Linked DNA regions of Sus scrofa: region 2 is linked to region 1. Evidence: chromatin contacts called from public HiChIP or PLAC-seq data. All regions are on one chromosome and are shown on one strand. The core of a region is the stretch at or near the end of the contact, and the rest is flanking DNA. Distances in the headings are between cores, read along the strand shown.

Evidence for each region. HiChIP or PLAC-seq counts read pairs in DNA pulled down with a chosen protein or histone mark.
Region 2: an H3K27ac HiChIP or PLAC-seq map of alveolar macrophages shows a contact between it and region 1. The contact joins two enhancer-like sites. A contact is called at or near these places in 2 of 2 datasets of contacts at active chromatin or transcription factors (alveolar macrophages and skeletal muscle).

The regions. Positions count from the first base shown.
Region 1 is chr3:86,616,256-86,624,034 of Sscrofa11.1, forward strand. It overlaps SPTBN1 (spectrin beta chain, non-erythrocytic 1), which reads right to left. Exons shown (of 36, transcript XM_021088218.1): 16 at 6,589-7,345; 17 at 5,570-5,772; 18 at 523-613. Among named protein-coding and RNA genes, the nearest start is that of EML6, 83 kb to the left of the region's middle. Within about 2 kb of position 3,271, at least 25 of the 83 cell types and tissues checked have an H3K27ac peak or open chromatin away from gene starts, as enhancers often do. A contact at or near this core is called in alveolar macrophages and skeletal muscle, where this site is marked.
Region 2 is chr3:87,012,816-87,020,594 of Sscrofa11.1, forward strand. All of the region lies in intron 4 of ACYP2 (acylphosphatase-2), which reads right to left. Among named protein-coding and RNA genes, the nearest start is that of C3H2orf73, 93 kb to the left of the region's middle. Within about 2 kb of position 4,221, at least 13 of the 83 cell types and tissues checked have an H3K27ac peak or open chromatin away from gene starts, as enhancers often do. A contact at or near this core is called in alveolar macrophages and skeletal muscle, where this site is marked.

The DNA.
Region 1 (7,779 bases), core at 2,021-4,520:
AATCAAACTTGCATCCTCATGGATACTATTTGGGTTTGTTACCACTGAGCCATCATAGGAACTCCAAATGTGTGTTATTTTAAATAGTTCAACTATAGTATTAGATGCTTTTAGGTTATAGAACAATTTAGAATATCCCTAACCTTTGAGGAGAAGGGAAATGTTCCATATCCGCATTGTCCATGTAACACAGCAGCCACGAATCACAGCTGGCTATTGAGCACTTAAAATACAGCTAGTATGATGGAGGAACTACACTCTCAATTTTAATTAACTTAAAAAGAGACAGACACATGTGGCTAGTGTCTACTACTGGACAGGACAGTTCCAGACTACAATATTCCAGATTGTAATAATCTGGTTAAGTGGTAGCTTGTAGGCTGGAGAAATAACACTGCCCCACTTGCAAATTACATGATGTGAATTTCCGGCCTCAGTAAATTTTATAATTCCAAGGGCTCTTCTGCCAAATCCTTGGTGGCTCTTGTTTACAAAAGAGGAAAGGAGGAGTTGAAGACATACCTCTTGACAATCTTGCAGGAATTTCTGAAGATCCCTGTTGTCCTTCAGTCTCATCAGAAGCTCACTTGCTGCTTCGCGATTCTTCCTATGTCTGTAATAATGATAATAAAACCAATTTAAAAGAGAGGAAGTAGGGCATCTTGAAATAGAGAATTTAGCACTCAGTTTCTTTCCTGGGTTTCTACGTATGCTGAAAAGAGCTTGCCTTTCGGTCTCAATTATGTCAGGGAGACAAGATAAACAAGAGAGTTTAGCATCTTCCAAACAAGTAAGCCATCGTACCAGAGACCCAAACACCTGCTGCAGCCACAGAACAGGCCAGGATGCCGTCAAAAGAGCCTCATAAATCTGGTGCTGGAAAAAGCTATCTGAGCATGTGCTGAGTATGAAGTCTCCATGCTAGGAACTGAGGGAGAACAGGAAACAGATCCTCAGGAAACTCAACTGGGTAACAGGCCACATACATGGTAACAAACATATATATATATAAAATCATGTAACTAGCTTTAAACGAACCTTTCTTGATCACCAAATTCCCATCTTGAGAAAAACTCACCAAAAACAACCACAAACCAGGAATAAAAATTTTTAGACCTGTGAGATCATCTACTGCCTCGATCCCATTCTTTACTGGCAGAGAAGGGTCACCAAGGTTTAAAGAAGTTAAAGCACAAAACCTTAACCAGAAAACTTACAAGAACTTGTTAAATGACAGGGGACACAGGGCACTGGCTCCCCAGGCCGGACACCGTGCATGGCTTCTCAGCATGCCCCTCAGACCTGCCACAACTCACCCATAGGCCTCCTTTACATGCCCAGAGCTTCTCCATCAGACTGTGCAGAAGAGCTGAGAATGCTGGGGGTGCCAGGCAAAAGGCAAACCGTGCCTTCACGCGGTTTGACTGTCTCACGGAGACCCACACCACACTGAGCATGGAGAAGCATTGCCGGAAGACAGCTGCTCTGTACTCCTGAGGGACCCCAGCGAGCCAGGCAGCCTAAGCGCAGGGTACCGAGAGGGGCAGAGGAACTGTGCCAATCAGGAGGTCTGGGTTTTCATTCCAATTCCCAAAGCTATTTCTTGCTGTGGTGGCTGAGCAAGGGCTCGCCACCAGCCCTGTCAGCCCCGAGGGCAGGTAGGAGGTACAGCACAGCCTCTGATTCACTACAATGCCAAGGAAGGGAAGCCCAGGGAGGGCTGGCTTTTAAAAAACCTTCTCCGAGAGGAAGAAAGATCTTACAGTGATGCATGTGTCACAGGGGCCTGCAGTGAGTGCTGACAACAAGGGACAGTGGCAGTACTGCAGCTACAATCTGCCTGGGGACCGAAGGGAAATGCCTTCGGCGTCTGCAGGTACCAGCAACCACAGAACACAGGGAGTGATGTGAATGGAAGCAATACTGTCCAGGAATTGTTCAATACATTTGATACACAGGGTGACTTTTTTCTTTTTAAATTGAAAGGGGTTCTCAAGTTTCTGGGAGAAGAATCTTAATATGTTTATACCACTTAGGCAAATGCAGAAATAGAAAACTGCTACTTATGTAATATGCTAAATGAAAAGGGTTTATGCATAGCCAGTGATATAAACTCCAAGGCACAGACTGGAAAGCCAAAACTAAAATGACAGGTGTGAAGGATGAGATCAAAAGGTAGTAGTTTCTATGTGACCCGCCCCCCCATTTTTAATACCGTTGCTTTTATAACAAAAATAAGGGCCAAAGTCCCTTTACTTCAGTGTTTTCCTTTCTCAGAGATCAAAAATTTTAAAAAAGTTTTTAAAGACTGTTAGTGATTTTTGGACTAAAAGAATCAGTCATCTAAAAATGTGGGTGGGGAAGGAATGTCGAGAAAAGTTCTTCAAGTTCCCAACCCTCAAATTCCAGTCACTATTTGTAGGGAGGTTTAAGAAAAATAAAGTGAACCATCAGAAGGAAGGTAACTTGAGCTGAAGTCAAGGCATAAAATCCAAGAGTCCTGCCTTCAGTCAAAGCCCTTGAACAAAAGATCCCATTCCCTTCCCCGGCATCAGGAGAAAATGCTACGAAGGCGGGGAGGAATCAGTTAAAAAAGGACATGCAACCTGGAAGCTCACAGAAATAATCGAAGTAAAAATAACTTCAAACACTGAGAAAATTCACTAAGAGAGAAATGCCACCAGATGGAACCTTGAATGTATCTCTTACATAATCAAGACTCACACGGGCCCCATGGATTTCCACCTGGACAACTTTTCTCTCCCAGTAGTGCCATGAAGGAAGCACAGGCCAAGGGGTGAGTTAGGGTCCAAGTGACACGGATCGGGAGGGCATGGGGAAGGCCTCTGAGCGATGTGCTCTGTGGCGTGAACAACAGCTACCCAGACAGTGAAGACTGCTGCTGACTCACAAAACCCTGGAGAGAAGTGAGCATGGCTTTACCCAGGGGCTTCCAGAGGAAGTGAAACCCGGGAAGGTCTTTCAAGGCTGGATCGTGGATTTAATTAGAGGGAACTTGACCATCGGTTCCCACAGTGGAGAGGGGAATTCATTACTCTTTCCCCGTAAGGATTGAGTTCCTGGCTTTAGCCGGTCTGTCTTCTGCTGAAGAAAAGCTGTCCAGGTAGAAACCCATGGGGCGCGTGTGAGTCTTGATTATGTAAGAGATACATTCAAGGTTCCATCTGGTGGCATTTATTACAGAGCCCTAATAAGAGCGCTCTCTGTCTGGGGTGAGCTTGCATCTTTTGCTTTCTTCCCATCGCTCACTTCCTACTCCAATCATGAGACTCCAAAGCATCTCCTCACATGAAGCAGATGCAGGGCTTAACTCTGGTTCTTGTGGAAAGTAAGAGTCACAGGTCCTGAATAAAGCGGGTGGATAATTTTTAAGCTTCTTTTTCCTATGTGAGATAGGGGCTGCCTTTATGAAACTGGACACTTTTCCTTTTCTTCCAGGACTGCACTGTGGCTGGAATTTTCCTCTGAGCCAAGAAGCTTGCCTGTTTGCACCCCCGAGTGGGCTTGGGCAGGAGGCGCCTTTCCATCCAGCCGCAAGCACTTTAAGGGCCTCTCACACCCCACCCACACTGCTGAAGAGTTGGTGTCTTTGTTCTAGTATTTTTCATTTCCACAAACTCAGGGGTAATTGACGAGATTTCCGGACCGTAAGCATATTATAATGATTTTGCCTTCTACAAAAATAGCTTCACGGGAACGTCAGAGTGTTTCTGGATGAGGATCAGATCTGAAGGTTTAGATATTTACTTAGCTTGTGCCCTGACACCACCTGGAAAATCAGATTTGTATATTTTTATAACAGACCAGTATCCCCAGGAGTCAGTTTCAGATCTGGAAGCCTCTGGGGATATTAAAGGGAAACCAGAATTTGGTCAACACCAGCTGAGAAAGATAAGAAAATGTAGTCCTTCCAAGGGCAGATATCAATGGAAAGCCCTGTCCCTCCTCCCTTATGGATAGTAAAGGATCTTCTTTCCACGGCTGTTAACAACAGAAATCCTCAGGAGGTCTTGGAACCCCAGGAGCCCCGCTCTGAGTCAAGGGCAAAAGGAAGGTTAGGCCACAACTGAGAGCTGCTGAAATGCTCTCTCATATCCAGGAGTCTCCGGTCCTGACAACACCACCTGTTCCCAACAAGCCCTTGCAGCTGCAGCACCGAGGGACAGATAAACAAACCGAGGAAGCTGCCAGGCAGCTGCATGCCGGCCTCAACACACGTGTCCCCAACGGCCCAGCCTGCCCCCAGGAAACTGGCTGTGTGCACCTAACACCGAGGGATGTGGGGTACCTTGTTTACAAAACAACAAGAGATTTAACATTAGGAGAAAAAGAAATTCTTTTCTCCAGGTGAAGAATGTCCTGCCCAATCCTTGTTTCTCACACTCAGTATGAAGGGTTTGGTAAAGAGATTTTTTTTTTTTTCTTTTTTGGAGCTCTTTTAAAAACAATGGATGCAAGACTATAATTAATATACCTCATACCCTATTCCATAGTACTACCCTTAGAGCACAAGGTTTAGGATCTGAATCGGAGCAGAAGACAGACTGCCTAAAGCCAGGAACTCAATCCTTACGGGGAAAGAGGAATGAATTCCCCTCTCCACTGTGTATCACAAAAAGCTCATCTGGCTCAGGGTCCCAGGAGACCCTCTTGGATGTGGTTAAGTAAGGAATTGCTCTCTGCAAGAAGTTCTTCCTCTTCACTGCACTTGGAGGCCAGAGAAGCCTTGGGGAAGAGCTTGTTTCTCGATGACATCAGTCTCACAATGAGACCTTAAATCCGGCCTAAACTGGGATCAGAAATCAGCTGGAACAGAGACTAGTGGCTGACCCAGATAAGCCACACTCAGACAAGAAGTGGTGGGCTCAAAACCAGCCCAGGCCGGTGCATCCAAGTCAGATCTGCCCAGATCTCCTACTTTAATGGTAACCAAGGCCAAGTGAGAGGGTAAGGGGCTAACAGAGAACACTGGCCTTCAGTTAAGGAGAAAAATCTTTTTAGAGCTGCAAAGAAATAAAATAAAAGCATCTAATCTTAGAGAGACTCCAGTAGAAGGCGGAAAGGGTCTTTGCTCTTATTATGAAAAAGATCCCATTACAGCACTGTCCAAGCCAATTTTCTAAGGCCTGATGATGTTCCTTTGTGGCTCAGCCAGGACAAGCAAACCTTGCTCTCTCCCCACTTCCTCCTGAAGGGCCTCAGAAGAGGCACGTGTGGATAAAGCTGAGTGTGGGCTTGGCTGGGGAAGCGCTTGGCTCTTGAGGTCCTACTGGGTGACATGTTGTGTGTCACTTCTCAAAGCGCACAGCTTACACCACACGGCTGCTCATGTCACACGCCTTAAGGTTAAGGATTGGTTCTATTTCTCAGGCTTTCTTTTCCCGAGTAGATTAAATTTTGCTAGGTGCCCAAATCCTGCCCAATGGGGAATTTATAACCACAGCCCCAAGGACACTGACCAGTGATTCAGACATGTGACTTGAGCCAATGATTCCGACGCAGGAGAGTCCCAGGTTGCAAGAAGCCCTTAAGGACCTCAGGACCATACCTGTCATCGATGGAGTCCACCTTCTCTTGGATGCGATCCGAGTTGATGTTCCCATCGCTCACCAGCCTGCGGCCGGTCTCCACGACTGCATTGATCTTCTCCTCGTTGGCATCCATGGTGGTCATGAAGTCCTCTTGTTTTTTAATAGCTGCTTCAGCCCCTTCCAAGGTGGTGGGCATCTCAGTATGGGCCAAGACATACTCCTTATTTAAAAAGGAAAAAACACAATAGCAGCAGGATGAGAACTCGAACTACAACTCGATTTCAGAATAACAAAAGCGCTCTTTCCTACGTCCTACATTTCCATGCAACATGTCCTTCATTACACTTAAATGAAGTTATCTACGGAGTCAGATAACATAAAGCTGGGAAGGAGAAGAATCCCAGAGGATTAAAAGTGACTGAAATTTCCCTAAGTGGTTAATGGCTCTAAATTTTTTTCCCAAAATGAGTGAGGGACATACACAAAGGCTTGTGCAGTAGCCACAAGGGTCGGCTGGTGTGCCTGTAAGGCAAGAGTGACAGACCTTCAGTCCAAAGCTTTTAAGAGCGATTATCAACCCGATGCTGGTGACCACCCTCAGCTCTTTTTCTTTAATCCCTGCCTTGTGTCACTGGGGGAAGTCCCTGACTCTTAGAACAAGGAAGACAGAACCATTCAGAAAAAAGAAAAAAGAAATCCCCACTGTACCTTTTAGATTAATTAGATTGGATTAATATCCCACAGAATGTTGCCTAAAAATCTAATAAGCTACCAAAAGGACACTCTGTGAACACAAGAGGTCCTCGTCCAGGCTGGAGGAGAACGGTACTTTGCAAGGCAAGACTGCCCCTTTGGAAAACTTCGACTCTATCTCCTACATTGTGATGGGTTTCAGTGCTTTAGAAGTCATGAAATAACAAATGCCTCTTATTTTTCTAATTTCACAGAGGCCAGGTTTAAACCAGCAGCCCAGGTGGGAATGCTTCCAAAGACAGCCGGGGCTATGGGAAGGCAGGTCAGGCAGAGAGGGAGTTACCTGGTTGTTGAGAAAGGCTTCAGCCTGCTTGGTGTCCCGCAGGAACTGCTGGTGGGCGTGGGACTGGGAAAGGAGGTTCTGTCTGTTCTCCCACATCTTGTGGAGCTCATTCCACCCGGTGTCCAGGGCCTGCAGCCGCTGCCGCAGAAACATGTACTGGGCGTCGGTCTGGCCCTGCGTGACCATCTCACCCATGTCCCTCATCTTCTGGTAGTCCTCCTCGTAGTTGTCGATCTCGTTTTTGATGTTCTCATGCTGTGTGAGGAGCTTCTCGGCTTCGGTCAGGGTGTTGGGCATGTCCTCCGAGGCGATGGCCGTCTGGGTCCTGGAGAGCCAGGACTGGAAGTCGTCCAGGTCCCGCAGGAACTGCTGCAGCTTGCTGGCCTCTCCCAGGGAGGCCTCGCGGTTCCTCAGCGTGGTTTTCATCTCCTCCCACACGTCGCTGATCTCGGCCAGCCGAGACAGGATGGCCTGGGCCTGGTCGGGGTGCTCGGACTCCAGCTTCTCAGCCTCCTTCTGCAGGTCGCTCAGCTTCGCCTCGATGGCCACCAGGTCCCGCTCCATGCCGGTCAGCTTGCGCTGCAAGGCCATGACGCCAGCCAGGTCATTGCCCAGGTCCTGGGTGGATTCGATGACCTTGGTCTTTTCCCGGATCCAGGACTTGGTTTCATTGCACTCGAGGTGGTAGTTCTGGATGCTCAGGGCGGAGAGGAGTGCATCCTTCTTCCGGTCCACCAGCTCCCTGAACTGACTCCACCTGTGGGTGCAGGGGTGGTGGAAAAAGCAGCGTGAGAGAGGCCAGAAGCTCACGGCTGGACAATGAAATTGACAGTGACAGTCAAAGCTGGGATTTCCCCTCTCCACCTCTGCTTTGACTACATCCTTTGGGAAAATCACCTCTCTCAGTATATGGACACCAAGTATCAACAAAACAGCTCAGGGGACACCATATGGTCTGGAAAAATAAAACCCTGACAAGAAAAGAGGCTTGTCAAAAAGCTGCAAAGTGGGCAGTGGAAACACACATGTCCCACAAAGAGCCATTTAATTCAAGACTGTGTGCATGTTTTACTGGTCTCTGAGCTGCACCTAATGAATGTTCCCATTCGCCACACCCAAAGGCTGTTAGTCACCTTCCGAACTGAGGCCAGCATGCCACCAAGACCTATTGCAATGTGTTTATTCGACAGA
Region 2 (7,779 bases), core at 2,971-5,470, 400 kb after region 1:
TTTTTTTTTTGACCCAGATCAGTTCTGATTCTCTATCTGAATCCCAAAGCCTCCTAACCAATATAGTTTGCTTATATCAAGTCACCAGTGCAAAGCTTGCATAGAGTAAGATAAAAGTCAGAAGAACACATGTTTGAAAAGCAAACACACATAGGTCAAAGTCATGGCACAAAGTCAGAGACCAAAAACTTCCTGAGAGGATGGCTGTTACGATTAAATAAAATAATGTATGTAAATCATTTAGCATAATAGTGGATGCACACCAAGCGGTCAGCACTGACTGCATCTGACAGCTAGTAGGGCAGCAGGCTGTGGGGAGTGCTCAGGAAGGCAGTAAAGCATCATTTATGTCAAAAAACATTTCCTTATAATTTGAAATTATGTAACTATCCTGAGTGGATAGTCTTATGAAGTTTGGGTGGCAATGAGTGATCATAGTTATGTCTTGCTGAAAGCCTATCTTTGCAACATTACATACATTTGTTTTTTTCCATAAGGACTCTGCAAAACAAGTATTATTGCCAACTGACACATTGGAAAACAAACTCAGAGGTGAACTGATTTAGCAGTCCTTTTCTTTCTGCCCTTTTTTTCTTTTCTTTTCTTTCTTTTTTTAAGGTCCCACCCACAGCATATGGAAGTTCCCAGGCTAGGGGTAGATTCAGAGCTGCAGATACCAGCCTACGCCACAGCAAGGGGAGTATCCTTAACCCACTGAGCAAGGTCAGGGATGGAACCCATGTCCTCATGGATACTAGTCAAGTTCTTAACCCCCTGAGCCACAGTGGGAACTCCTAGGTTTTTGTTTGATTTTTAGGGCTGTTACAAGATAAAATATGGAGGCAGTTAGATAAACACTACTTATTTTTTTTTCTTCCATGGAATAGAAGATAGGACTAGCAAATGAGAACTTTTTTCTTTTCTTTTCTTTTTTTTTTTTTTTTGGTCCTGAGGGCCACACTGCGGTACATGGAGATTCCCAGGCTGGGGGTCTAATCAGAGCTGTAGCTGCCGGCCTACACCACAGCCACAACAACGCCAGATCTGAGCCACGTCTGCGACCTATACCACAGCTCACGGCAATGCTGGATCCTTAACCCACTGAGCGAGGCCAGGGATCAAACCCGCAACCTCATGGTTCCTAGTTGGATTTGTTTCCGCTGAACCATGACAGGAACTCCAAATGAGAACTTGTTAAACAAATGATTTTCCAAACTACTACCACCTTGAATTGTTCACACTAGCTTTTAAGGATACAAATCAAGTGCTCCCCAAATCATATACAGTTTCTAAAAGTTATTATAAGACAGCATAAACAAGTGATAAGAATAAAGCATAAACAAGTGATAAGAATAATTAAATAACAATTTCATATCTAATTATTCTTCCTAATAATCTCCCAAATGGCTTAGCAAAACTCTGTACTCAACATATTATGTAACATACTATGTTTTTTAAAAAATAAGAGAATAACAACTTTGATTAGACCATAAGACATGTATGAAAAGATTCTATTGAATTTGTTGTTATGACATGAAAATTCATCTCCCTGTTCCACAGTCCTTGGATATTTAATGTCACTGCTACATAATCTCCTACCATCTTCCATAGAAGCAGGGGCTGCCATGGTGGAAAAATAATATTAGTAAAGTCAGCCTCTTGCCTGGACCTCTAATTCAGTTGGGTCAATTTGTAATGGCCTACCTGGCTCTATGCCCTGCTTCTCTTTCCTTTTGAGCTGAATCTATTAAATTAACCTGACTTATAGCCATGCATCTGAATTTGAGGCCAACTCCAGCCCTCAGCAGGGGAGAGAGAATATAAGAAATCCTTTGTCAAGGTCTTCCTGCCTCTCCCTGATTTAGTGTTCCTCTGATTTTTACTCCTGTCCACTCTGACTGGGTTCCTTGCCTCCCATCCAGCTTCCTGTGAAGTGTCAGTCTCCTTGTTACTGGTCCCTCAAATACTCAAAAGGAGACCTCCACAATACCCAATGCCTTTTGGAACTTTTTTTTTTTAAGGATTACCTTGGTGTTTAAAGTATTTGTGGGAGTTCCCATTGTGGCTCAGCAGGTTAAGAACCCGACTAGTATCCATGAGGGTACTTTACTAGTATCCGTGAGGACACAGGTTCGATCCCTGGCCTCATTCAGTGGGTTAAGGATCTGGCGTTTCCATGAGCTGTGGTGTAGGTTGCAGACACACCTCAGATCCTGAGTTGCTGTGGCTGTAACATAAGCGGGCAGCGGTGGCTCTGAGTTGACCCCTAGCCTGGTTACCTCCATATGGCACAGGTGTGGGCCTAAAGACTAATTAATTAAATTTACTAAAAACACAAGGCACAGACAGACCTGAAAAGAAAAAAAAAAGTATTTGTGCCACTTCTTAAGTAATCCAGAACATGGCCTCTGTGAGGGCCATATTCTATCCATCCACATGATTCCCTCCCCCACTAACACACATGGATGAAACATGAATCTACTTTTCAAACTCATAGGAAGCAGTATGACACACAGGTTAAGGGTGTGGTTTGTGCAATCAGGTTTCCCAGGTCTGAAAGCTAGCAGAACTTTAGGATTCTTAATCCCTGTATACCATCATAATTTCTTCATCTCTAAAATAGGGATAAAGACAGCACCTGCTTCACACACAAAAAAAATCTAAATGTTATATATACTAGTGTCAAATAAATAATGAGTGCCACTTAAATGTTAGTTGTTGCCATTATTATTATTCTTATCTACCCATTTACAGAATGATAATCTGAATTACTGTCTTTAGTCCTTGTATTGCTGAAGCTCTGCCTGATCCTATATGTCTATTCATTTCTGATCTGTTTCCATACTTCATATAAATTCCTCCTTCCTAATTTATAGTAAATGTGATCACTTTCCCAAAAGAAAGTTAATAAGGCATTGAAATTCATTAGTTCCATCTATCTTCATTTCATTTCAAAGAACTAGGAGCTATTGTTAAATCAGCCTGAGCCTGTCCATACTTCTCTTTTTCTGTGATAAGATGCTACTTTTATAGCCACTCTGTCATCAGGGCTTATCTTGAAGAGCAGCTGTGGTTTAGCTTTTTGAGCAAAAGATTTGGAAGTTCTGCAAAATCAAACCAAGATGGCGGCAGCTTTGCATACTGACTGGTTCCATTCTGACAAGGCCAATTGGACCCTCAATCCCGGAATTTTTAAGCTGTGATCTCAGAGGAGGAATCTCAAAATGATCATGTGTAGACCTCTGTATCACATTTCATAGTCTCAAATATTTGTGGAATTTTTATAAAATATGAATAAAAATGAAGATTAAATGATGTAACATCCATTTACATGATTCTGTTCTTATTCTATGCAATACTGGTACCACCCTTCATATGCATAATAATGCCTTAGTTAATAAAGCCTTAAAATATCACTATTTCTGATATTTTAAGGCTTTATCACAAAGAGTATGACATGTATGACATCTTTAGAAGCAGAGGAGCCAGAAATAATGTGCACACTCCATAAGCAAAAGAAATAAGAGATAGAAAAAGTGGTTTACTCCAACCTCCTAAAGAAGAATTGAACAAAATTCCCAGTCCCTAAACATCTAATACTTGGCTAAACTGCCTGGGGTTGGGGTAGGGATGGGGGAGGAGGGCAGGACAGTTATTCATTTTTTGAAAAAAGATGCTCTAAACACACACAGGTATTAAGGCTGAATTTAAAATTCAATGTATCTTCACATGCCTGGTCCAATTTGAAACTGTGAAGCACTCAACTTCCAAATTCAGTTCACATTCACTATTTGTACCAAATGGCTTGCAAACAGACCTTCAGAATATAAGTATCTTTGCCAAAATAACAGGCTTTTACCCAATTTCATAGACTTAGGCAGCTTATCATAATTCCATTATTTTTTGGAGAAAAACTGTATCACACTTCTTTAAGCATTTCTTAAGTGTGCTACTAAGAATTAACCAGGATAGCAGGAATGCTGTATAATTTTCAATGCCATCAAAAATTATTCCTAAATCAGAGCTTTACCATGTGCTTCATAGTTACTGTTAAGTGTTGATTCATTGGAAGGTAGTGACAAGGGTTTAGTGGAGGAAGTAGCCACTGCCAAATCTAAACCTGAGTCAAGAACATGGAATCATAGAAGACTGTGTTCCACTCCAGGGCTGAACTCTGTCACCTCTTCCAGTATTTACTTCCCCCCTCTTTGGTTTCACTTAAGGGTTGGTTACTCAAACTCATCTTGTGACCCGTGGCCTATGAGTTACCCTGCTGTTAGTTTTCAGGAGAAGAGCTCAGAACGTACATTCACAGCTGTTTAAAATTAACACTTCTTTCTTATCAGAAACAGCTCAACTCTTTTCCTGACATCAACACATTATTGAAAATTCTGCTCTGTAAATTCTTTGTCCTTCCTGACTCTGCCCTTTATTACTGCCTACAGCCAGTAATAAGAATGGATTGTCTGTCAGAGGAAACTGTGGCCTCACCAATGCATATAAAAATTCCAGATGTTCAGCATCTTTAAATGATGGCTCCAGACTTATCCAGTTGAATCAGTTTTTACTCAATTGGGTATTTAAATATTTTTGGTTTTGAATACTGAATGTAGAGTTGGCTAAGCACCCAGGTCACCACGTGAATTTACAGTGATGGTGAGTACTTGGGTCACACTGGTACAAGTCTGTGATTTCTGCAGTAAATACAAACAAGTAAGACTGGAGTGTATATACGAGACTTCATTTTCTCAAAAACTTTCCTATATTTTCTCTAAATATTTATGTTCAAGTAGGCACCAAAGTGGTAACTCTACTGGAATACAACATTAATCAGACACAGTAGAGAATTTATTTAGGCCCAGATTATCCTCAGCCCCTTCAGCCCCTGGACTTTCTGCAGTAAGGTTCCCAGGCTAGGGGTCAAATTGGAGCTGTAGCCACTAGCCTACATCAGAGCCACAGCAACATGGGATCAGAGCCACATCTGTGATCTATACCTCAGCTCAGGGCAATGCTGGATCCTTAATCCACTAAACAAGGCCAGGGATCGAACCCACATCCTCATGGATACTAGTCATATTTGTTATTGCTGAACAACAACAGGAACTCCTGCAGTGAGGTTTTATTTTTATATTACTCAATGGATTTATAACATTTATAGCTGTCCAATGAACATCACAACCCAATGGCAGTGAGTTTTTAATCCTAGGTTACAGTCCATGTATTACTTGGTATCTTCTGGAAAGCTCCCCTCCCCCACTGCTGTATAATCAGAAAGCGAAGGTCCATTTTACTATTTGTCTCAGAAAATAAGAGAAAAAATCCTTTAGGTATTCCAGAGCCAAAAAATGATTATCGCTAATTGGGAGTAGTCTTTGTCATTGGGTCCTCATTAGTATGAATAATGTATTACCCATTTATTTCCATTAAAAATTGTCAAAAAATAAAGATCACTAGCAATTTAACTTTTGAATGCAAAAGATGCAATTTAAATGATGCCCAAAGACTTAGTGTCCCATAATAAGAACACAAGCGAGAAAGTAAAAACTCATGGTGACAGTAAGGTCCTTGAAACCTAAAAAAACCATATAGGAAAGCTGAAACACGACAAAACTGAAAAGAAGCAGCTAGTCCTGTCACTCCTCATCTTTTAAAAGAAAAAAAAAGTGTTATTACAGGATTTTGTTTGCAACAAATCATTTTAAATACCTTTAATATTTTTTTCTGTGTGATTTAAATGGTTAAAAATATGGATTATTTTAAATTGTCCTAATGACAGAAAAAAACAGGCAATACCCAGTCACAAGAACCAGTTTCTTTTCTGCTCCAATCACACTCTGCCCAGCCCTTCTCCTGGCTTAGCTAGAGACACACAGCAGGGTTGACCACAGCTAGACTGGAAAATTTAGGAAGGCAAGGACTTTATCTTATCATAGCGTGTATCCCTAATAAACAAGATGGTGCCTAGCACACTGCAGATACTCAACTATTACCTGAAATGATTGGAATTGGATTTCATGAGGGCCTGTCATTGCTGTGCCACCAGCTGGTAGTCCCTTCCCTGGCCCTCTTTCAACTGTTTAGGTTTGAGAACTGTTTTCAGGCACACTGCAGGAATCGATTTAAGAGCAACCTTCTTCTCCCCCACCCTGCCTACTTTTGCCCCACAAACATAATCACTAATGTCTATAGGTTCTGTACATGACAAAGCACTTTCTTATATAGTGTTTTTATCTAAACCTCACAACAACCTTTTGAGGTAGGTAAGGCAGACACAGTCTCCACCTAACACATAAGGAATGAGAGGTTTAAGAAGGTTAAAGAATTTGGTCAAGGTCATACAACCAAAAAATGCTTTTTTTGCAATCATAGTATTAAGAGCAGACTAACGGTAATAGAACCTTAATACCAATGTCCTAACGTGGATTCCTGAGCCACCCACTTTCAAAGGCACCTCACATTCAGGAGCTGCCCTGTCTTTCACTCACTCTCCCTTACACTGCTTATCTGTTAGAAACACAGCCCAAGCCAATGCTTTGTTTAATAAAGAAAATAATGTTTGCCAAATAAAAAATAGTACCACTATAGGAGTTCCCATCATGGCTCAGTGGAAACAAATCTGACTGGTATCCATGAGGTTGCAGGTTCAATCCCTGGACTCGCTCAGTGCATTAAGGATGCAGCGTCGCCGTGAGCTGTGGTGTAGGCCACAGACACAGCTTGGATTTGGCATTGCTGTGGCTCTGGTGTAGGCCGGCAGCTACAGCTCTGATTTGATCCCTAGCCTGGGAACCTCCATATGCTGCAGGTGCGGCCCTAAAAAAAAAAAAAAAGAGGAATAAAGAATAAAAAACATTGTACCACTTAGTCATGGAATATAAGAAAACATGAGTTTTCAAAAACCCATTAAGGCAGTATCCTAGGTAAGGTGTGACTTAAAGGAACTATGTCTGATAAATTACTAGGAAAAGTGCTTCCTAAATTAAAGATGAACCAATTAAAATTATATTAGAAATGAGCAAGAACTAAAGTTCTTTTGGTCAACTGGTTTTCAACTTTCTCCCATTTAAAATAATTCTGACAGGAATTAAAAATTTAGTGGCAAAATCCCTGGTGGCACAGAGGGTTAAGAACACGACATTGTTACTGCAGCAGGTTGCTGCTGTGGTGCAGGTTTGAGCCCTAGCCAAGAAACTTCCTTTTACCACAGGCATGGCCAAAAAAAATCTGTGGCAAATTATGTAAGACAAGACAGCAGTCTGGGCTTATCCAGAACAGAAAGCAGTTCTTCAAACCATTTCTAACACAGTGTTGTAGAACCAAATGCTTCAGACTATTTAAATTTATACCAGAATCTAAATTCTGGGCTCATAAACAAACCAAGCTCTCAAACTCCTGAAATTTACTCTGAATAGTTAATACGAAAGTGGTCTGGGAAAAAAAAAAAGTACAGAAAAAGCTTACACCCAGATTTATTCTGTAATTTTTGTAAATCACATTTTTGGAAAGAGGTAGGAAGTAAGGAAAAATCTAAAGATAGGCTTTTTCTTAGTTATGTAAAGTATTTTATTTCTAATCTAAGAAGAGTAGCTCGCTCTTGTTGTAGATGTTTTCTGTTCTCACCATTTAAGGTTAGCCGAATAAAATTGGTGATGTTGAAAATTCAAGGAAATTCAAATTAAAATTGAGCCAAATGCTGGCTGTCAGACTGATGAGATTAATTCCAACTTTTGCTGTTTGCCCAAGAGAGTCTCATGATTTTTACTTTTAATGAGATAA